Linked DNA regions of Gasterosteus aculeatus: region 2 is linked to region 1. The links are chromatin contacts, called in public Hi-C maps. All regions are on one chromosome and are shown on one strand. The core of a region is the stretch at or near the end of the contact, and the rest is flanking DNA. Distances in the headings are between cores, read along the strand shown. Region 1 holds the start of sema6cb (semaphorin 6Cb). Region 2 has its middle 35 kb from the start of sema6cb.

Region 1 (7,071 bases), core at 1,365-3,864:
TTTTTTTTTGAACAGCCTCGGTGGATATTTGTCCTCCGCCATCACCCTATTAGTCTGATACGTTCTGCTGCTTTTCTAAAAGGATGCAATTATCTGATTAGTAATCAATCAGCCGCTGGGCCTCCCGCCTCCTCCGGGCTAATGGCGGATATGACAGGCCTGGACCTTGCATTATTAATACCTCCATTCTGCACCGCCCCCCCCCTCGACGCCCCGCCACCAGGAGCCATTGATCACCACCACGACCCGGTGAGCACCGCAAGGCATCCAGGGAAATATCCAGCGTGGCAGTGGGAGTGGAGGTGTGTCTGTCTGTGTGCGACGAATCTGTTTGCGGGGTTCGTGGGTCATTTCTGGAAGGGAAGGAGCGCAGCGAAATCTGCCCTGGGGAGGTGGATCAGCAAGGGGTGTGTGTGTTCAGAGGGCACGAGGGACTGCGGGACAATTTCTAGAAAAATGAGACAACCAGGACGACATCATCCTTCACCTCCCACGTGTTGTACGAGCAGCGCCTCTCATCCGAAGTCGCGGAGCTCCGTAAAGGTCCCGGCAGCCGATCGCGTTGGCTGTGATGCGCGTTGGGCGCTGCTCTGTGCAGCTGCAGCAGCAACAACAACAACAACAACAGAGCCGAACAACAAAGCCTCTGGGCCTCGTGGTCAGCTGGGGCCTGTTGGACGCCACCGTGTGTCCGCTGTAACTGAATCTGCCGCCTCTAATCCGCCGCCAATCGTGTGTCGCTGGTGGAGACGTTGTAAGTATTGACTGTGAGTGGAGCGCAATCCTGCTATGGTATCGTATCACGCGATTTAGATGAAAAATTGATCTTTTTATTTGTATTTATCAAGAAATATGAACAAAAACTCAAGAAAATGAATGGCTGAATTTGAACTCAATCCAAGGCCCTTTGTGTGCGTTTGAGCCGACGTCAGTCTGCTTTTGTGGCCAATCACAAAAGACTCTGAGAGGTTCACTCGTGTTTCTTCTTCTTTCTGCAACGAGCTCCAGCACAATGCACATTCTTTGCTTGTCTAACTGCTTGTGAAATGAGTTGCCTTCAAAGGCGGTCGTAAATGTCACGATCACAAAAATACTGACAGAAAACAATAATTATGCAGCATAATGTCTCGTGATGAAATCATGTTTTTACAACATTACACGAAGGGCCATTTAGGTAACAGTTGAACTCAACTCGGCTAATCGCGGCGTAGCGTGATTGGCTGTGAATGCGGCCTTTAGAATCCATAACGAGAAGCATCAAAGCTGCAGCAACATTTTCATTACCAGCGTGGTATTGATTTGGACCTGCAAACCACGGCGCTGTCGACACTGATGGTTGTTGACACGAGAAACAGCTGTGGCCTGTTCACGTGCACGCGTGTGTGGTCAGCGGTTTGTGCATAATGGAGCCCGCTCGTTTCAAACACAGGTGACATCGCGCTCTTTACGGTCCCGGGGCACCTTTTGGGACGGGGGACCCGGCGACCCGAGCGGTTCACTGGGGGCCTTTTCGAAGCCGCCACATCAGTGCAGCCGGCGGCCTCGTCTGCCTCGCCGCGCGAGTGAGTCAGCGAGCCGGACGTGTTTCATCTGTTGCTAAGGATGTGAGGACTCACTCTGCGGTCACAGACCCCCCCCCCCCCCCCCCCCTCCACCCCTCCACCCAAGATCTTCTGTGGCAGGAGGGTGTAGCTTTATGTGTGTAGGAGGTAAGCTTAGTTAGAGAAAATCCATTCAACACTCACCGTTAGTCACAGTGTGTGTGTGTGTGTGTGTGTGTGTGTGTGTGTGTGTGTGTGTGTGTGTGTGTGAGTGAGTGTGTGAGAAGTTCAGCTTTTTTCTTTTTTCCTACGGGGAGGCAGGTTCCCGGTACTGTTGGTGAGGGGAGGTACAGACGGATCACCCCCCTCCCTCCCCCGTCTCTCGCCCCCCCGGCTTTGCTGCCTGAATGAGTCCCCTGAGAGCAGAGATGAATTTCAGGCAAATGGAGAAAGTTTAAAAAAAAGGGTGTTTTCGTGGTGGGGGAAAAAAGTTGCGAGCAGCCGCGACGAACGAAGAAAAAAACAACAACATGGCTGCCGAGATGCGTGTGAATGAATCCGTAGGTTTTAGTTTGTCAACTGCGGTTCAGTGGTCGCCATTGTCTTCAGTTGTGAATAATGAGCACATGTGGACCGAGTGACCGTGCTGCATGGGCATCATTCACCGAATGAACATCATGTTCTATTAAAGAAGACTTGACACGAGAACTGAAGACTATTTGATTTCATTTTTGCCAAAATCCCGATACCCGATATCCGCGCCGAAATGTGCATGCTTTTCACACTAAGATTAGGATGGAAAACTGCTTTGGCCTCCATGTTTGGGCCTGCAACATCTGGCTCTGTTTACGGCCTCCCTGCTTGTGTTGGCTGTGCTGTTATGACAGCAGAGATCCACTGAGGACATCACACTGAGAGGAGTCGGAGCCCCTCTACGTGGGAGCCCTGTGGGGTCGCCGGCCTCGTTTAAGCAAAAGTCTGTGTTTGTTTGCAGCGCAGCTGTCCCTCTAGTGTTGTTGTCCACACTCATGTTCTTTTGTTTTTTCCTTTGCTCTCACAGGAAGCTTTGTTGGACACTCCACGCCCTCAGAGGGAGAACCTCAGAGACGCCCGTCTTCAAAAACGCTGCCTCCAAGACGCCCGCCCTGCTGAAGGTCACTTCCTGGCCGTGGCGTCAGGAGAATAGGTGGATCGTCGGGCGTGCCGACACCGTAGGTTTTCTACTCTCCTTTTCGCTTTCTTTTTGCACCGCACACAACTATTTTGAGTCTGAAGGCCAAGCGACCATAGAGTATAGTAAGTACACATAGTTTTCCATGATCTCGGGTCGTTTGGATAAACGTAGGAAATAACAACACGTTTGCACGCTATAAATCGCGCGTTCCCCTCCTGTGAGATTGGCCACAATAATGGAGGGAGAGAGAGAGAGAGACCTGCTAATGGCCTTCCCCTTGTTACACCATGCCTGATTGCATAAGCCAGTGCCGCTCCTGATTTTCAAGTGCTCTTCCGAAGTGGAAAAAAGGCCCCTTGAGAGGCTGTAATCACAGCTCTGCCTCACGCGCCCAGGTACACAGATGACTGGTGGACGCACTTTATGCGACGCGCTGCAGTCTGCAGCCGCTGCCCTCGTTCCCTTGAGCTCTCGTTCGCAGCGTTTTGGCGCCGCTAATGCCCGCGTTGGGCTGCCTCTTTATTAATGCCCGCCCTCGTGTCAAAGAGCCGCCATTGTGCCGCGACCCCCCCACCCCCCCACCCCCCCGCGCTTGGCCTCCCTCGCATGTGTGCAACACGGGGGTCATTGTGGAGAACAGTGCGCTGAGCCAAAAGTGGACAGAAGCCCACCACTTTTGTTTGAGACGAACAATCCGATGGTTTCGGTGACACGGGTTGTGGAACCGGATCGCTGGGGAGGGAGAGGAGGGAGAGAGGGGGAGAGGGGAGGGGGGGGGGGGGGGGGGGAGGCGAGGAGGAGGACTGTGTTTGCTGCATATTTTGGATGCATGAACATTTGTTCATGGCCCACATGCTTGACATGAAGGAAAACAAGAAATATCTTTGTATACCAAAGCGAACCATCTGGACGCTCTCGCTGAACCTCGGATTGACACACGTTTACCAGGCGATTTTTTTCTTAATGTTGTTTATTTTTCAAGTTGTTTTCTTTTCTTTCTTTTTTTTAAACACCAATAATGGGGTTTTTAAAACCCTGGATCTGGATACTTTTATATGAATATGAATACAGAAAAAGAGCATTCCTTACATTAATTGTGTTTGAAAAACATGTACAAGTGGAAAAAAAAGACAAAAACAATGTAAATCATCAGGATCTAAATTATACAAATATTTGCTGCAATAAAAATGTTTAGTTTTCAGGCATCATTGAACAGTTCTAATATCTTTTTTTTATTTTTGTAAATCCTTCTCCGTCATGCATCCGTATCATTTTGAACATTATCAATTTCCAGGTCCAGATTTAAACCCGGGGCATTTCAAGCCTTTACGAGCTTTGCACCTGAGACACCAGGACTCTGCGTGCTCCTCCGATGAACTGCAGTTGACCTCTCTCTCTCTCTCTCTCTCTCCGCCCCCGTCAGCCTCCTTGTATTTCTCGCCGAGTCGTGCTCCAGCTCGGTGTTGAGCGGGGAACGCGGCCTCACGTGCTCCGCTTGCGTGCTCCCGACTCCACGCCCACCCCGCCCGGGTGACGCACCTGCCACACTGCACCGGCCCTCCGGCCCCGTTAGTGTCAGCGGTGTGTGCGGCTCGGTGGGCGGGTGGGACGCCGGGAGCCGACACGCACACCAGCACTGATGTACCGCACATGTCAGCAGGCTGCTCTGTTTACAGGGACGCCGTCTTCACGATGTTTACCCATGAGACTTTGCTGCAGCTTGACTCAAATCCCCATGTTTGCTTTTAGTTTTTTTCCCTTGCAACACGTCGTGTGGTTGGATCCCAGTTTGTCTGACAGGACCTACATTGCTCCCAGGGATGTGAAAGATGTCCCCAATTGGGTTTGTATTTTGGTCGTCGCCATCTTGGTTGGAAGTGACACGAGGGGGTGGAGCTACGCACAAGACAAAGCAAAATTTTTACGTGACCAAAATTAATTGGTTGGTTACTGAAAGCACGTTAGCTTTGAGACGAAAACAGACCAATCACAGACTGGACAATGCTGTCATAGCGACCTGTCAATCCCTGTGTAGCCCCGCCCTAAAGCACAAAGCTTTTTCATTGTTCGACCGCGTGTCGTAAAACGGAATGCACCTCAACCTCCCGCCCCTCTGCCAGGAACATCTGGCCAAACAGCGGTCCAGTGGAGACAGCGCTTCACCTCACATCTGCAGCTAACCTGATGTGTCTCATGTTGGAGTCCCGGCCTGACTCGCATCACGAGTAGAAAAACCTTTCAGAGCCGGAGAAGGTGGGTCGTCGTGGCGCATGGGGGTAGAGCGGGTGTGCTGGTGGTTCGAGTCCCGGCTGCCCCATGTCTCAAGTGGAAGTGTCCCTGAGCAAGACGCCTAACCCCTAATTGCTCCCCGGGCCAAATGTATAAAGCCATGGGTTTAAAGTGTGATGTAAGTCGCTTTGGATAATATGTAACATGCCAGCTTTTAATCCGCGTCCCTCTGCTTGTAGCTGACTTAATGCCACTTTATTAAAGTTGTCTATTAGTAGGTCTCCATCGCTGGTGGCTGCACAGTAAAGCACCAGGGATGCTGCAACATCGCTGAACTCTGCCTCGTCAAAAGTTAACCATAAAAATGCAGATTCTTTCGAGTTTGTTAATGGAATCCGATTATCTCCTCATTAGAACCCTGCGTTTGCTCGGCGGGATGAACGCCGCCCCGGCTCTCCTCACCTGGAACGTGGCAGGATGTCTTTCCCACGGTTGCTTTATATTCGGCGAGCGCGCGGCCCCTAAGCAGGGGATATCGATCCGCAGATGCGATGCGTTCTCTGCCTTGCCGAGGAGCCGCGATGCCGCCATTAGCACCTCGGGGCGCCGGATAAAACGGCGAGAAAAGGGAGGGCGGTTTCCATCGGCCTCCCCTTGTACTTCCTCTCAGGCAGCGAAAGGAATCATTTTGTCATCGATCACCGCGTGCTGCTGTTCAACAGCGATCGGATGGATCTTCAAAAAGTGCAGAGAAAACCTGGACTAATATTTCGGTCTCCAAAGAGAACTTTCCGCTGACTTTCACATCCACCGGCAGCGAATTATCCACACGTGGGAACGCCGAAGTGATGCAACTTCTTTGGGGTCGTTAAACTCGCCAGCATAGCAAGAAAAAAGTCAAACCTGCCCCAGCATGCAATGTTTTATGAGACGTCCACACGCTACAAGACTCTCTGAGCGGCTGGACAGCAGCCAGATTGTTGCTCGCACACACACACACGCACACACACGCACATATGCAATGGCGTATCCACACTGACAGCAAGCTGTGAGCAGAAAGCAGATAGCGGATCTTTCACTGTCAGCACGGACAATCTGCCGCCTCCTCCCCCCTCCCTGTAACCGAGACCGCTGTTTACATTTGCCAAATTCGCAGAGAAACAAAAAGCTCAGAGAAAACAAATCTGCAGCAGAGTTGAGATGAAGCTTCTCCGCGTGGCGGCATTACCCGTCTGAGATGTCGAAGGCTTTTATGGGGAAAGGTAAGAAAGGAAGGTGTGAGATTCCTGCCGTGTGCGTTGTCCATTCCGCGTTTGGTTGTTGGGTTTTTCTGTGTAAAAGCCCACAAGAAATGGAAATGTTTTCTTCTGCATGACTAAAATATATTGACCTACAAATCAATTGCACAGAAAAGTCCATTTATTTTCTTCTTTTTCCCTCGACGGGAAGGAATTGGGTTAATATTCAAACATGGCTGAGCTTTTTTCTCACGCGCTCAGCTTTGAGACATTTGGTAGAGTGTGAGCGCCGCGGCGCCGCTTCACGTTGAGGGGGAATTCCGGACGCCCTCCAAAGCCGACTCAAGGCCGTTTTTATAATTACATTTCAAATGAGTGAAGAGTCAACGGCTTCATGCGGCCCTGCCTCAAAACAACACGTAAAGGTCACAAAACGGAGAATCATATTTCGGCGCCGGCCTCAAATTAGGCTTAATTCATGTTAATCTTCTACGCTACTGAATAACATTTGCTTTGAGGGCAAAATGAATTGAATAATAATAAAGTTAATATGTTTGCCCGTTAAAGTTCTGTCTGTTTCCCCCTCCAGAAAGCTCCCGAGCACATTCGAATAGATCCGTTTGGGCAGCCGGGATCCCAAATAGCTGCTTTGAGACGAGACCTCTTGAGCGTTTGGCTGCTTCGCCGCGTCTCTCCGCACAGTTCCGCCCCGGTGAAATGGCAATCTACTCTTTTTCTGCCAAAGACAATCGGGAACACAGATATTCCTTCTGTAACAAATTGGCTATCAAAGCGCTTGCCGCGGGCCGCCTGTGCCGCCACGTCAGGCCCCTGCAGTCCGGACCAGATGCCACGAGCCAGTGGCACGCTCCGGGTCCAGCGAGCCGCT
Region 2 (7,071 bases), core at 1,492-3,991, 36 kb before region 1:
ATTGTATACGTGGGGGACGTAGTAACCATGACGATTGAGACCATGAACTCATGTTTACTGAGGTAGTAAATCTCATAGTCTTCTGTACAACAAGAAGAGGCGCCCCCTAAAGGTCGGTGAATTAAAGTTTAAGGCATTTATTGACCTCCCTCAGAATGTACATGTACAGATCCTGGGTGAAAAGGAGACAAATCACACTTTATTTCAGTCCATCCGTCCCAGCTACCTCACGTTGTATATTCTCAATGGATACGCTTCAATATATTTACATTTATTATGGATAATTGACAGGCGTGGATGTTCCAGCCTTCCCTGGAAATACAAGCAGACACTACCGACTGTCTGCAGCCCTGTGAGAGGATGAGACACTGAAGCTTTGAGGATCGTCGTCATCATTATGCCGGATTCCCGGCCCGCACTTCTCCCCTCTCTGTTCCTCAGTCTTTCAGTGCCTTTGCTTCCTCAAAGAGACCCATGGGACCAAACACGAAATACACGCCGCGCACGCGCGCGTGTGTGTGTGTGTGTGTGTGTGTGGCTCTTAATTGGCTCTAAGGTGACGGCAGGCTCCAAATCAGGCTGTTTGAATTCCGCCATTGTGCTCTCACGCTCCTCTGCAGGCATTCGTCGACGTGCTGCAGCGTGGTCGTCTGTCCAGACCCCCACCTACAGGCGGCGGGATCATTTTGGACGACTCCTCTCGTGGTGACGACAAGGTCTTGTCTTCGCTAAGATGTTTGATTTTAGATAAGTGGCCCTGGGGCCTGAGGCGAGGGCTAACGTGAGCATTTATGCGAGCCTTTACATCGCAATTTACTGGATAAAGTATCTGTAGTATAAATATTCACAAGAGCATCCATGCTGTATTACTTCTTGTAATGGTTTCTTGGTTGATATCATTTTTTAATGACCCACATCATCACTAGATTTACTAATCTGCATGATTGCGGTTTACAGGAGATCGCCTTATATGAAACAATTTTATTATTTTTCTGATTGTAAACTACTACTTTTAAAAGGCCGAGACCAACAATGGATTAAAGCGATTGACATTAATACAAACGTCTACGTTCCAACTTTTTCGCAAACAGACAGCTTGACAAGCGGTACACAATCAAACACACACACACACAAACAAAAATATTAATGATAAGTGATTCCACATGGGTGGAGGCCGTGGCATCGAGTGGGCGGGCTCAATGGATTAGCCAACTAGAACTGCTGCTATGACAACACAAAATATCTGTGAGGAAAAGGTCTGTTGTCGTCCAAAAATATATATCTGAAAGGCCATAAATGAGCTGGAGGAGGGCATAATCAGTCATTCCTTTTTTTGGAACCCGGTTGATATTTTAGAGCTTTCACATTTTCCGCCAAGATATCAACCAATCACGTTCTGCGAAACAAACTGAGATGGCAAACTTGGTTTCTCCTTTTTAAACCTTGACAGCTTAGCTCCTTCTGTTCTTAGCTTTCACAATAAAAGCCCTGAAGACACACGCACTGTCTTTGAACAGCAGTCTCTCTTGTCAGAGCGGCTTTGTGAGTATCCTCTGCACATGTGGAGGTCTACACCCGCACCGGACCCCCAGGCCCTGCAGGTGTTTGCATTCAGGGTCCGAGCCGCCCGCTCCGCTGGAGAAGTGGCGAACTGAGGAGGGTAAAAGGCCGAGGATTTGAAGGAGTCCCCGCGGCCCGCGGCCCTCTCAGCCCTCGGCCTTCCCCTCCCCTTGGAAGAGCCTCTCCAAACCGCAGGCGGCATCGCACTGCCAAAGAGAAACGGCCGCAGCGGGTCCAAGAGCGTTGAGTCACAGCCCGAACAAAAAAAAAACACTCACAGCCATTTATTTTTTTTCCTGCGGCTTGAGGCCAAAGAAGAATGCAATGAACAAGCGCGACCCGAGGGGAGTCCATCTCATCTATCGGACTAGCAGAGTGCCTCACAGTACATGTATCATAGCCAGTGCAGATAATTGCTGCGGGAGCCACTTGAACTCCTCTTTTTTTTGCGTCCTTTAACACAGCAGCATTTTGACAAGAAAGACTGACTGATATGGAAATGCGGTGGATGAAGCTGGGAGACAAATGAGTCAGCGAGTCCACGGCCATCTATTAGATTATCATCAAACACAGATGCGGCGTTCGGACTAAAAGCCGGAGCGCCGCCATCGACGCACAGGTGTTTTATGTGCGTTCCCGGGAAACTACACATGTCGCTGCCACCGGCTGATTAACCGCTGTCCGTACACGTCGCCCACGCTCTTGGAAAGAGCATTTCGCTTTTATTGTTCCTATAGAACCTTTAGAGTTTTTTAGGTTTCTCTTGTTTCCAATGGGAACATGATTCATATAAAAGAAACAGCTATGTGTATGTGTGTGTATGTGTGCTATACATGTATTTATTTGAGACAGACTAAAATATCAAATAGTAAGTTAGGGTTCAATAATTACCATAGTATTAAATGATGAAAATAACTGATAATTGGTGTCCTAGAATAAGACTCTTTGGCACAGAATGGCAATGGGTTTCAGTTCAGGTCAAACGTATGTCTGCGTTTAAATCCCCTGTCCTGCGCTGTGATTGGCTGGTTTAGAGTTTCGGGAAGGAGGGGGGTGTGGGCTAATATTCAGGCATTAAAAACATCTGGGGAAAAAAAGCGAGCCGGAGCTGGGAGGCGGGGCTCCTGCGAAACACAAAAGAGCTCGATTGATTAACCAATCGGGGCCAACGCGACCCCGACACCGCTTCCTGATTGGCCGTTACGCCTGTCAAACCCAGAGGAGGGGAGGGGGCGTGTCCTCGGCCGCGGCCGGGAGTGTTGTGACCGTCAGTCTGGCTCCGCTGCGGTGTCGGTAGTGCAGAGAGACGGACGCCGCTCCGCTGCCGAGGCGCTTCTGGGATTTACACACTCAAAAAAAAAAAAAAACTAACAACAACTCTGCCTTTCTGCTGCGCCGGGGGGGGCCGTCCGAGAGACGCGCGGACGGGTATTTTTTATTTTTTTAACATTTTTGTTGTTGTTGTCATGTCGTATCGCTGGACCCGCGCAGGAATCAATAAGGTAAGAAATGGCTCGCTGGCCGGCCGGGTGACTTCAGCGATGCCGCCGCTGCGCTTCCCCCCCGCACCGCGGCGGCCCGGTGCTCCGCAGCCCCCCCCCCCCCCCCCCCCCCCCTCCGAGTGACACCTCGTCCCCTCCAAAAAATACGTGTTTTATGGGCTTGAACTTTTTTGGTGTGGGGGGGGTCTGAGGAAACTGCTGGTTTTTCTCTTGTTTCCCCCCCTCGGCTCATGACTCTGACGTTTCACTATTTTCTATTTCTTTTGTGTGCACGATTTAGACACGTTGTCATGTTTTCTGCCCTGCGTTGACTGTTGCTGCAACGCTGCAACTTCTCACCAATTGGCAACTGATAACGTGTCTGTCGCCTTGCAGCAGCTTGAATATGCGTACCACCCCCCCCCCCCCTCCTTTTTTGGATTTTCACCCCTTCCTAAACGATGACGGGCACACATTCGTTTCCTTTCCTGTGAATCGGTGCAAAATAAAAGCACAACACGCATTCAGCCCCAGGAAAGAAAAGCTGCAGCCTCTTGGAATTTCACCTGTGAAATCATTGCCAAGTATTGAAGCCATGTTCTCAAAGGTGTGTGTGTGTGTCGGGGGGTTGATGAAAAATGAGCTCGTTGGTCTTGTTGCAGGTTTCTGCCTTTGCACGCGAGAGTTAGTCAGCAGCAGTCAGTGTTTGTTGGACTTCGGTCTCCGATGCACAAAGAGATGGACTGAAGTGAGACGCTAGGAGTGTCTCTCTGTCTCTCTGATTTGTCTCAGCCTGTTGTGAATTATCCCTCTCCCCGAGCCCTCACTGGGTGTTCGGTTTCACTCGAGAGCTAAGAACATTTCAACAATAAATAAATCTCCCCTCCCTCCCTCACTTCTTCAATCCAGCCTGTTTGCAACTGTTGCCTGAAGGAGCCGTCGGTCGTGTTCCTTTTTGCTCGGATCCACCCCGGAAGTTTTAGCAAAAATCCACGTATGTCCAGGGGCCCCATCGGGGGCCACATCGTCTCTTAGTGTGACCAGTCAGATGTCTTAAGTGGAGACAGTGCGGTTGGATCTTGTGACAACAACCCCCCCCCCAATCCTTCACGCTCACTTGAACCTGCTGCAGTGATGTCACAGGACGTGGCGGTAGCGGTTGTGGTTTCCCATTTGTTTTATTTGACATGTCACCGGGTCTGCTGACGAGGAGAGGTGTTGACCCCCCCGCCCCCATAAACAACTCCTCCGTCTGCTTTACGACCCGGCACCATTAGGAAAGTCACATCACAGGGAGGCCGCGGCGTCCGTCTCTCGCTCTCGGGGCCCCTGATAGGTTCCGCCAGCTCAGTTGGCGTGCTTAATGGCGCGTTCAGACCGGTGTGTAATTTTATTTCCTATTTCCATTTTCAAGCGTTTGCTTTTTAGTTGTGGAATGACATGGGGGGGGTGTGCGGGTCCCAGCGAGTGCAGATGGCATCTATCCTTAATGGCCGTCGGGGTAATGGTGGTTGAAATAGGCTCCTAACCGGGGGGGCCGAGGACCGCGGCCCTCGGGGGAACATTCAGTGGGCCTATTTCCATTTTCGTCATCGAGATAGAGTGCTCAATATCTGAGCACGGCCACGTGTAACGCACACACGGCTATTCCGCCGCTCGCGTTTGGGAAAACTCAAATTTCAGGCAGCTACACAAAGACACGTTCGATTTAAATCCCCCAAAGAAAGTCGTTGACTGGCTGCTCGCGTGCTCATCCCCCCCCCCCCCACACTCCCTCCTCCCCACCATTTCAAGCTCAGTGGAACTTGAGAGCCTCGGATAATAGTCGTTGCCCCCCCCCCTCCCCTCCCCGCAGTCTATTGTTGCGTCACCTCCACGACCGCGGCCCGTCTGAAGTGTTTCGGCGCCCCTCAAGGCGGCGAGCCTCCGCCACATGGGACTCACCTGGGGGAGGCGGCGGCCTGCGGCACCTCGTATTTCATCCCGATAATGGCTGGTTGCCCGTAGCAACTGGGGCGGCCAATGAGCGCCCTGCTTCTTGAGGCGGATAGTTGGGGAGGGTGAGCTCCACCCCCCCCCCCCCCTTCCCCCCAGCGTTCCTTTATCTCCAGCCGCTCGCGTCCAGTGGAGGGTGCTCAACCCCTGGGGAGTGAATTATTACCTGTCAGACCCATAGGCCCCCTCACCCCCGCCCAACCTCACAACCCTCTGTCATCCATAATCCGCGGCTGACACGGCGCAGGCCGGTGCAGGTTATCTGCCGAGACCACCGGGCCTTCGGCCCCCGAGGTTCCCGGGGCCCTCCGCTTGACCGCAGCTGCTCAGGAATGGCATTAACATGCCGCGCCGAGCGTTCGGAATGCTCCGGGTGGGAATAGCAGGCTGAAGTGGGCCCTCCATCACTGTCCCGACTGGACCTGGGTTCCTTTTTTCTTCCCTCTTCAGCCACCGAGCAGAAACAAATCTTACTTCCATATGTAACCGATTGGCCGTGTTTACGGCTAATTTAGTTGCATCTGTTTTCTCTTTTATTGCGGCAATGTTGTGGATGCCCCCCCCTCCTCCCACCGGCCACGACCGTCTCTCCTCCGGGTCCAAAAACCAGCAGCAGCTATTAGACTTCCAGGCTGGACTCGGAACCGGGCGTGCGGCGGCGTCCCTCCTGTGGTCCCGGTGTGGTTGGCGCCGGGCTGTAAATTACAGCCAAGTCGATGAGCGCGTACAAAATTCTGGGAGTTCAGCGAAGGGCCACAGGGAGTAAAAGAAGGGGAATGGAAGAAAGACCAAAAAAGAAAAGAAAAAAAAAAGATGGCGGCCAACCGCGAACTGGACGAGGCCCCCGGCCCGTCCGTCCAGACTGGCTGTCTTCCTGTGGTTTCTGTCGAGCGGGTTCCTCAGAACCGTTGACCCCTTGTCAAACACGGACTCGGTCTCCGCGGCCAGGAAATCTGGAGGGTTGTGTGGTTCCGCTCGAGGAAGCGCAGTGGGACGCAGTCCAGCAGTGAAAGGCTGAGGGAGGGGGGAGGGGGGAGGGGAGGGGGGGTAAAACCTTGCAGAATCAGCAAACTGGCTCGGTTCTAATGTCAACGACTCCAGCAAATGTTTGTTTCTAATGCTTCCTGTGTTTTGTTTGTAGCTTTTTTTTTAATCTGTATTCCGCAGCCCGGATCGTAATATGTAGATCCCAACTTTTTTTGTTTTTTTGTGTCGCTCACTAGTGTTTTTTTTTCTTTAAATCAGAGACTGCCTGTTCACGATACACTATCACACACTCGCGCTTTGATTCGTGCAGCCGGCTGAGCTTGCTCCCCACAGGGCAGCTTGGAAGGGGGCATGCACAACACAAAGGAGCTCTTGAAAGGCAACCCCCCCCCCCCCCCCAAATGACTCACCCGAAAAAAAGCAAATGGAATTCTTGTCATTTTTCGTGCATATTTCATGTAAAGAAGTAGCTAATGCGGCTCCGTATGTGCGCGGATTTCCAGCGTTTTACAGGATTATTAGTCGATGACTAAGCGCTTAGATCCTCCATTCAGCCGCGTCACCCACCCGCCGCTGGATCCTGTTTATTTTCGAAGGCCCTGGCGCTCGGGAGGGATGGTATTAACCCCCCCCGTTCAGATTAAGGTAATTCAGACACCACACGGTTCCATTCTCCCCGCCGCTGCGTTTGCAAAGCGGACGCCGCGGAACCCGCGGGAAGCAGCGTCCCCGTAAAATGGCCCGCGGGCCCACGTACGTACCGGCTATCGATTTGTTCAAGTCTTAGTCGGCTGCGGCTCGTTGCTCCAAATGAGCGCTTAATCACTGGGTAATGAGCGCAGGTCTCCCGCGTCATCGATCAGCCGGCCAGGCTGAAAGCGCCCCCCCCCCCCTTTCCCGCCAAAATCGCCCGGCCTTCCCCGCCGCGAGAGGAGGAATTAGCGGAAAGTTAGTTTCCAAAAGTAAAGGCTCATTAACGGCGATTCACGCGAGACACAATAAAGGAATCGGCAGAGGCTGAGAGCAATGAAACTAAAGCGTTCTCCCC

Evidence for each region. A called contact is a pair of places that touch in the nucleus more often than the background predicts.
Region 2: a contact with region 1 is called in a Hi-C map of whole body, with 1.5 times the contacts expected there. The contact joins the enhancer-like site here to the promoter of sema6cb in region 1.

The regions. Positions count from the first base shown.
Region 1 is chr20:3,545,688-3,552,758 of fGasAcu3.hap1.1, reverse strand. sema6cb (semaphorin 6Cb) reads left to right here and starts at 2,614. Exons shown (of 18, transcript XM_078094524.1): 1 at 2,614-2,756.
Region 2 is chr20:3,582,076-3,589,146 of fGasAcu3.hap1.1, reverse strand. No RefSeq gene overlaps it. Among protein-coding and RNA genes, the nearest start is that of sema6cb, 35 kb to the right of the region's middle. Within about 2 kb of position 2,741, at least 9 of the 9 cell types and tissues checked have open chromatin away from gene starts, as enhancers often do.